2 separate regions of the Anas platyrhynchos genome follow, and region 1 is linked to region 2. A link is a contact called in public Hi-C data. All regions are on one chromosome and are shown on one strand. The core of a region is the stretch at or near the end of the contact, and the rest is flanking DNA. Distances in the headings are between cores, read along the strand shown. Region 1 overlaps DISP3 (dispatched RND transporter family member 3). Region 2 overlaps DISP3 (dispatched RND transporter family member 3).

What was found. A called contact is a pair of places that touch in the nucleus more often than the background predicts.
Region 1: a Hi-C map of skeletal muscle shows a contact between it and region 2, with 2.0 times the contacts expected there. The contact joins two enhancer-like sites. A contact is called at or near these places in 4 of 8 Hi-C or Micro-C datasets (liver, skeletal muscle and subcutaneous adipose tissue).

The regions. Positions count from the first base shown.
Region 1 is chr22:5,129,946-5,133,907 of IASCAAS_PekinDuck_T2T, forward strand. All of the region lies in intron 4 of DISP3 (dispatched RND transporter family member 3), which reads left to right. Among named protein-coding and RNA genes, the nearest start is that of DISP3, 88 kb to the left of the region's middle. Within about 2 kb of position 2,281, at least 2 of the 8 cell types and tissues checked have an H3K27ac peak or open chromatin away from gene starts, as enhancers often do.
Region 2 is chr22:5,078,469-5,082,702 of IASCAAS_PekinDuck_T2T, forward strand. It overlaps DISP3 (dispatched RND transporter family member 3), which reads left to right. Exons shown (of 24, transcript XM_072026907.1): 4 at 3,626-3,733. The coding sequence starts at 3,695. Among named protein-coding and RNA genes, the nearest start is that of DISP3, 37 kb to the left of the region's middle. Within about 2 kb of position 1,558, at least 1 of the 8 cell types and tissues checked has an H3K27ac peak or open chromatin away from gene starts, as enhancers often do.

The DNA.
Region 1 (3,962 bases), core at 1,031-3,530, 52 kb after region 2:
ATTTTATCAATCTACTCGTCTGGGTTTATCTACAGTCTAGCTTTTTCCAGTGGCTCTGTTTTGTCTGTCTGTCTGTCTGCTTGGACTCCTCACTTTACACTAATAACACTGTGTTTGGAAACAGGGGTGTGCCCTAAAAGCAACTGCAAAAGATATTCCCCCAGCTTCACCTCCCAAAGGACACTTTTTCCACTTTCAGCAACCAGGGGCTGTTCTGCAGTGATGGTTTGAGTTCTCAGTTATAGCCACGTGCCAGCAGTCCCTCTGTCCACCCTGGAGGCAGCACAGCTGGGTCTGTCCCCACACTGCTGTGGCCCCAGTTCACAGCCAGCCACACAGACCCAAACCCACTGACATGGGTGGGACAGGCTCTAGGAAATGACCTGGAGACACTGCAACAGGCAGAGCTGCCCTGCCAGAGCCTGAAACCACCCTCTTGGGTAGAAACCAAGCCACATCTCCCCTCTGCCTGGGCTGAGATGCTCGGACACATGCATGGCCCCTGTGCCGGGCATTTTTGGGTCCCTGGGAGAGAACCAGCACAAGCTTTGACTTCCTTCCCCGTGATGTTCAAATATATTCAGGCTGGTATTCAGAGGGAAACACCTGCATGAAGCAATGTACAAAGCATCGCTGTGAACAGGTGGAGGGTTTCAGTTGTGCTCCCTGTTTGCTTGGGGTGTGAAAACAGCACGAGCTTTTATTTCTGGTACAGCAACTAAGGCAGGATGCAGAATGCTAGGTGCAAGGGTCCGGAGATGAAAGACTTAGCTGCTTAGCTTCCCAATGTATAAATAGCCGATGCTGAGATAGCTATGTGAGCTATTTTAAAGTGGGGACAAAAGATTTATTTGCCAAGCAGTTACCGTACAGAACCCCCACCACTGGGTGTTTGCATATTAGCCATGTGCTCCATTGCTAGGAACCAGCTTACCTCTCTGAGGTCAGGATGGAACGGGATTGATTTACAGCAGCTATGAATCTGGCCTCTGTTTCCCCACACACACTTTTATTTTATTTTTTTTCCAGATAAGTGACATTAATAGGAAAAATACCTGATATAAATGCGTGGAATTGGAGTGTCATCTTCTCTTGCATTAATCATTAGGCCAGAATGTGCCCTGGGTTTGTACGTGCGTGCTGGAACATTTCCCACACACTGCTGATGGTGATTTACACCAGGAGAGAAAGTTGCTGCTTTCCAGAAATCATTTTCCTTGCTAGGAATTTCTGACCTAGAACCTTCCTAGGAACTTCTTGTTTTCCAGGAATTTTCTGACCTAGCACTTTGCTACTATTTTTTTTTTTTTTCTGGGAATCTTTGCTGTTTTATGGGAATTTTTGCTTTCTGCTAATTTTCTTACCCACAGTCACCTTTGCAGGCTCTCCTGGTTCTCCAGTGGCCAAAGAGATTGGTAACATTTCCAAAGCGGCAGTGGGTATGCAGCCTTATTTCAGCATGTGAATGGTTTAATTTCATTTCTTGTCTTCCTTTTTCTGATTCTTTTTCTGTTCTGGCTTCCTGAACTGGGCAGTTCTTCCACCTGATGCTCAGAAGCATTTTCATACAGCCTCTACCACTATGCAGAACCTGCTGATTGTCCCCACTGCAAAGCTGGTGGGAAAAGGAGTGAGAGAGTGCTTTGCTTAAGCATATTTTATTTTTATTACATCAGAAAGTAATATCTGAAACCCCAAATATTTCAGCTTAAACTAATATATCTTGGGTTCCAGACAGTGCTTCGTAAAGATTTGTGTTTCCTCTGAAGAGATGAAATTTTTTGCTGGCACAGTAAAGCATTTCCTGAGAAGCTCTTTATTCCCATTTAGGTATTTGGAAACAAACGGCCGGGTCTGAAAAGCTTTGAGCACTCAGAAATTCTGTTACAGGTGATGGGAGCTGCAGGCCTAATGCTCAGGTGTTTAAATATGGATTAGAAAACCTACCTTTGGGCATCCCGATTTGAAAATATTGGCTTTTTATTACCAAAATGCCTTGACTTGTCCCCGGTGTGACTGCTGCTCCTGCGGCGCCTTCCTCCTGCAGGATTTTGCCTTCAGCTCGCTTCTGAAATGCGTCAGGACACAGAGGGCTGTGCGTGACTTCTGTCGGTGACACGGCGGCTGAGGGGACCTGCGAGTGGTGCTACACGGAGGTCAGGCAGCTGCCAGGGCATTTCTGTCAGCGAAAAGCGGTTGAAGAGCTCGGCTAACAGCGCTCCCTCCGCGGTGTCAGGGGCCTCAGGGGACTGGCAGTGGAACACGGCGCTCTTTGCCTCTCCTCACCAGTTAATATTCTCTCTGGTGAGTCATAAGTGAAGGCTGGCGTGAGCCGGCTGGGATTTTTGGCCTCTTTGAGGTGACCTTGCGGAATGAAGCAAAGTTTCTAAATGCCACATTCGGCAGCCTTCCCTCGGTGCTGCACCCAGGGCAGAGCGCAGGGGGAGGCACCTGCAGGCTGCGGCTGGCACAGGGCAGCTCTGAAGGGGCACGTTGAGAAAACAGCAGCTTACCCTTCAGGGCCAAATTCACAATCACTGGGGGCTGAGAGCAATGAAGGCAGCTGATAAGGAGAGGCAGCAGTGAGCAAATAAATGGCTCCCCAAAGCTCTCCCACCACCAGGCTGTAGAGAAGGGAGCAAAAGGCTAAAGGAAGGCCAAAGCAGAGAGAGCCAGGGTGACTTTTTCAAGGTCCCAGAGGGGATCTATGGCAGAGCAACAATGGAAATAGAGGGGTCCTCTGACTGCCATGAGCCTCAGGCCATCCTGCCTCTGTGTTGACTGTTATTTTTTGTGTATATCATTATTAATTTGAAGAAAATCTATCTATGGTAAAAGTTCACATCACGTCTCCCTTTCTGTGCTCAATTCCTACTATGATTTGTAGTGTAGAGCCTATTTAGGAAGAGCTCTTTAACTAAGGGGCAGGTAAAATGGTATTTGATGCTCTACAGGTGGATGTGGAGAAGAAGAGGACAATTGTGGAGGGTTTTCTGCACACTCTGGGGCTCAAGGAATAGGGATAGGAATAGGAATAGGAATAGGAATAGGAATAGGAGAAGTAGAAGTAGAGCAGCATTCATGAGAGGAATACCGTTAAGAACAAGGCAACACTACCCTGATTCATCGGTCCCTGCAGGGAGACAGCTGCTGCATTTGTTCTGCTGGCTTCCACCTCGGAGTGACCTGTAATGTATAACGTCACCAGGAGGCACAGAAATGGCCTCATCCCTCTCCCCTTCCCTCTGTCCTCTGATGAGGATGCTGAAATAAAGGAAAGGATGTCATGTTCAAGGTTGCACGGTGAGTCAGTGGCAGAGCTGGCTGGGGACAAGCCTCAGGACTTCTCGAGTCCCTGGCCTGCATCCACTGTGCATTCACTGGCACGAAGCAGCTCGGCAAATCCCGCATTCATTACAAGACAATAAAGCTTTGCTGCATGGGCCTTTTTTTTTTTTACAATGTCTCTCAAAACCCAAGACTGATTTGCATTTTAAAACCACCAGTTACAGCTCAGGAAAATGCTATTCAGTAGTTCCCAGAGCTCAGGAGTAAAGATTCTCTCTCAGTTGTTCTCTCCCGGTTCTTCCGCCTAAAATATATCTTTGTCCAAATTGCACAATCCTTATTGCTAATGTTTATATCATGAATATTCAGGACATCCTGGGGCTTTGGGACTCCAGTGGAAAGGTGAGCACAGGAGGCACGGCTGCCCTGGTACTCCTACACTCCGAACGTGCAGGGCAAAGATGTCAGGGTGAGAAGACTTGTTTGGTTAGGATGCGAGCTCGGGGATCCTAATGCAGTCTGTGCGCCTTTGGGGAGTGCTGGTGAAACTCCATTAAACAGAGCAGCGAAGGCCTTTTAAACAAATAACTTCCATAAAACCATTAACTTCACTTAATTGCAAGGAAAATGCCCCCCGCTCAGCAGGGGTGCGGAATACGCTTCGCCTCCCTTTA
Region 2 (4,234 bases), core at 308-2,807:
GCTCTGGATCTCAGAGCTGGCTGCTAGGTGCTCGTGTGCCCCTTTTTGGATTCGAGGAGGCTGGGTGAGAAGGGCTGGGAACATGTTGTCTCTTCTATTGCTGTTTGCTTTCTCTGCAATGCAGTTTTTCACAGAACTGGAAAAGGAAGGAGCTATCACATGGAGGAACATGTAGGGGAGAACTGGAACTGGAACAGTGGATGATAAGGGGCAGGGGGCATGTGCCATGCAGGCAGCTGCAGAGCCTCCTCACTAGTAGGACCAGAAGTTATGGAGAAAAAGCAGGGGAAGGGAAGTGTCTGGATAGTGCTGCTATCTTTTGGTTGGTCCCCACTTGCCTTTTTGGGGGTGGAGTAGAAGGAACTGAAGGGCACAGTGAATAAAGAGCCTTGGGAGAAGAAAAAGGGAATCTCAGCATGACAAGCAAGAAAAGCTGCACGTTAGGCTATCCTGGGATGCAAGAGGCACTTGTTCTTTGCAGGCATCCAGGAATTTGCCAAAGTGTCCATGAGAGCCCGTGCAGCAGTAGTGCTCCATCCCCATGCTGCACGTGCCTCCTGTCCACCACGGGTGTAGCAGAGGCAGCATCGATCATACCTGCAGGCACCCAAACCTCGGCTGTGCAGATCCTACAATTACATCAAGGAAAATCCCCAGTTTATTCACCCCTGGGTCTCATCAGGACAACGACTGCCTCACAAATCTTTGTAACCACCATACTAGCTGTAGCTTTGTGAATCTCCAGAGTGGTCCCAAAAATTGGGGGCTACCATTTTCCACAGGGTGGCAGCAACATGCTTCCATTTTGCTTGCCGAGCAATCCCACTTGGGTGCTTCTCTATCAAGGTTCTGGCTAAGATTAAACCTGAAAAGAGAGATGTTTCTAGGAAGGAGAGGGGGAAATTTGCATTTGCTCCTTGCAGACAGCAAACATCCACAGATGAAGCATCCTGACAACGTTAAGGGACAGCAGGCAGAGCTGGATGCAGGATGTGCCTGCTTCTTTCCAATGCAGCATGAACCTGCCTTCCAGATTAACCCCACTGCTTCGTTCCCCTGTCTCAGGAATTCCTCAGGGTGGACGAGAGAGAGATTTTGTTTCCCAGAGGTTGAAACTGTGAAATGACAGATGAAATTTTTATTATGATGATTTTTAGTTTTGTGTCTGGGTTTGCAACGATGGTGAAAATTCTCAACAAAAATACCTCATGAATATTCAATTACAGTGCCAGCAACACTTTGCAGTCATGGATTATTTATACATGAAATAACCAAAGCTTCATAAATAATAAAATAGCAGCAATCTCCGCTGTGTTTTATGTTCCCCATAGCCAGCACGGGGGCGGGGAGGATGTGTCTTTGTAGCACATTTACATGCTGTATCAGCCCCTTGCAGGCTGGGAGTAGCAAGGAGGACAGAAATAGCAGAACAAAGTGTGAAGGTAAAGGCACCAGAGGTGTGGATGTGCACAGCACAATATGTGCACGAGGAAATGTTTCATTTGCTGTGCTGGTGGGTGCATTTGATGGCAGAGCACAGCATGAGGCTGTGTGGGAGAGGGGCTGCAGCAAGGGGAGAAAACTTAGAGCCAGGGTGTGTTGTCTGGGGGCAAGAGCACTGGGCGCTTGGCTGCCTTTGGCTTGCTGTAGCATGACAGCAGTTATCTATATGCCCATAAATGTAAGGGATGTCCCATAAAGGACTGCAGTAATATCAGGGCATCTTGTTTAAGAAAGCAAGCCCTTGCTTCTCAGATTTTCCCCTAAAAGATCTGTGCTTGGTGGTTTCAGATCATCCAAAAAGCCCCATGCAGAACTAATGGTCCCCTCCTGGGAGAGGCTCAGGTTGGCCTAAGTGGGAATGGGTAAAAGAACAGAGCCCCTGTAGCCACAGCAGCACCCTCTTCAAGTCCTCTCTCGCCTTTAAGCGTGCTTTAATGCCCAGCACAAATCTCTCTCCCTCCCATTTTCCAGCTGAAAGGCTGGCACATGCTATACAACTTGTTAGACAAGTGACCCAGGGGAAAGAAGCATGATTCTGGGCAATGTCGAACGGAGCTCTTCTCCAGCCCAACCCCACCGTTCAATCAATAATAAAACAGGGTAAGACTTATTAGTTGTTTTCCTTAACACCAGACAGCGGTGTGAGCACCTGATCTTTACAGACTCCACCGCTTTCAGGAGAAAGGCTCTTCTGCCCAGGTGCCTTTGCTGGGTATTCAGCAACGAATTAATCCTATGGAGATGAACAGAGGGAACAAAGCCCTCCATTGCCCAGAGTTTTCCCTCCTTTCCTGAAGGTTTATGCTGATGTTCCTCTCTTTACCACTCCCGCTGGGAAGCACTAAATGCCAAATCACTAAAAATGTCGCTGGTTGCTCTGAGGGATGATTCATCACTCCAGTTTGGTGGCAGCATATTTATCCCCCCATGAGCCCACCCGGCAAGAGAAAAGAGATAAATTGCTGTCATCTCTTTTTATGGAACATATAATCAGGTGGTAACATGGAGAGTCGCCTCAGCTCAAAGTCATCCAGGATGAATTATTCATTCATTTAAAATGTGTTAAAACGAAAGGGAAATCTTCTTCCTGATGCAGTATCTCTTCCTGGCGTTGCTGCTGTTGGGCGTTGCTTGAGGAGTCCTGTTCTGATGCGTATCACGAAGCATGGGTGGTTCTGCACTGCTCCCAGGGAAGAAGACAAATGTCCCTGCTCATGGCTCAGGAACAGGATCTCAGGCTCACAGAATCACACAATGAGCGGCTCAAATGTTTCTCAGCATCCTCCTGAGAGCTGGTCAATGGGGCTTGGGGAACACCTCGGCCTTTTGGGGCTGGATCTTTGCACATGGGAGAATTTAAACTCCTGTCTGGGTCCTGACGGCAGGCTTCTCATTTTTATCCCCTAAGAAGATTTGTCCCATGAAACTTGTCCCTGTCACAAAGAAAACCTTCCTATAGTAAGCTCAAGGAGGCCATGGTTCTCAGAGTAAAAAGGCTGAGGTAATTTCTTCTGAAAAACTTTCAGAAGTAGCCATCTGACTATGACTGTGCCTCCGTCCTGCAGCAGCAGGGAGTCTGTGTTTTTAGAGATTGCCTTCTGGCTGCTTGCTAGTCCGTCTTTGAGGACCAGTGATTGTTTAAATGGGATACCTTGAGTTCTGATGCCCTTGGTTTGGATTCCTCAGCTGGAACAGGCCTTCTAATGAGCTTTACTCTTTCACTTGAGACTGTTTTTAGCATTATGTTCAAAAATGTGTGTTTTTTACTCACTGGAAAGTGGCATTTAATGAAAACTTTCCCAAAAAAAGTGTTGTTAGTTGACAAATACAGACTTTTCATGATTTGGAGTATGACTATTATCTGTCTGACTATATGAAATAAATACCAGCTTTTTATATTTAACAAGACAGACATTTTTTTTCAGGTTAAAACTTGTTTTTGTTTGTCTTTGTATTGAAAAATATTGTGATGATTCTGTGAAAAGTTTTGAAAGAACTGAATATCAGCTCTTCCATTTCCCATCTCAGCTAAAAAGGAAGAAGAAAAATGCTCTTGATACAGAGCAAAGTTTTCTGTACCCACTTTCTCCATGTAATCAATTTGATGTTGTTCCTATTCTAGAGGAATCATATTGGGAAGCAGAAGTTGCTGAGAAGGAGAAAGATTTGATACCCAACTCACTGGAAAAGGATGTGCAAAAGGACTTCTGGACATTCCAGTGGGTTTCAGGTAGGAGATGCTACACATAGCACACGTTTCTGGGACTGCATGGTAATTTTTGTGCTGTGCCATGGGGAAAATATCAGTTGATTCCTTCCTGCAACCTAGTATGTCTGTGCAAAAGCATTAGAAAGCCCTTGTAACACCTAGTTCTATCACTGCTTTCCTGCCCTTCAAACCTGTCCTCTTGAGGATCCTTTTACCACGTTAATTAAAGCTCACACAAACACCACGACAGAAGAGGCTGTCAGAGTTCAGAACTGTGAGTGTGTGTCTATGCAATAACAAGACTGGCAGGATGTCTGAAGGGTCCTTGGCACAGTCAGCTGGAACATTTAGGTGTGAGCAGTAAACTATCTAAACTTGGATCCGTCAAGAATACTTGGAAACATCTCCCATCTTTCTTGATGCAGTCTTTGGTCATTGTCAGAAAGCCATAATTGTTTGATTTATTGTTGATTTGTTTTATGTCACCTGCCGGAACAGTTGCAAATTGTGTTTTTTTAGTAC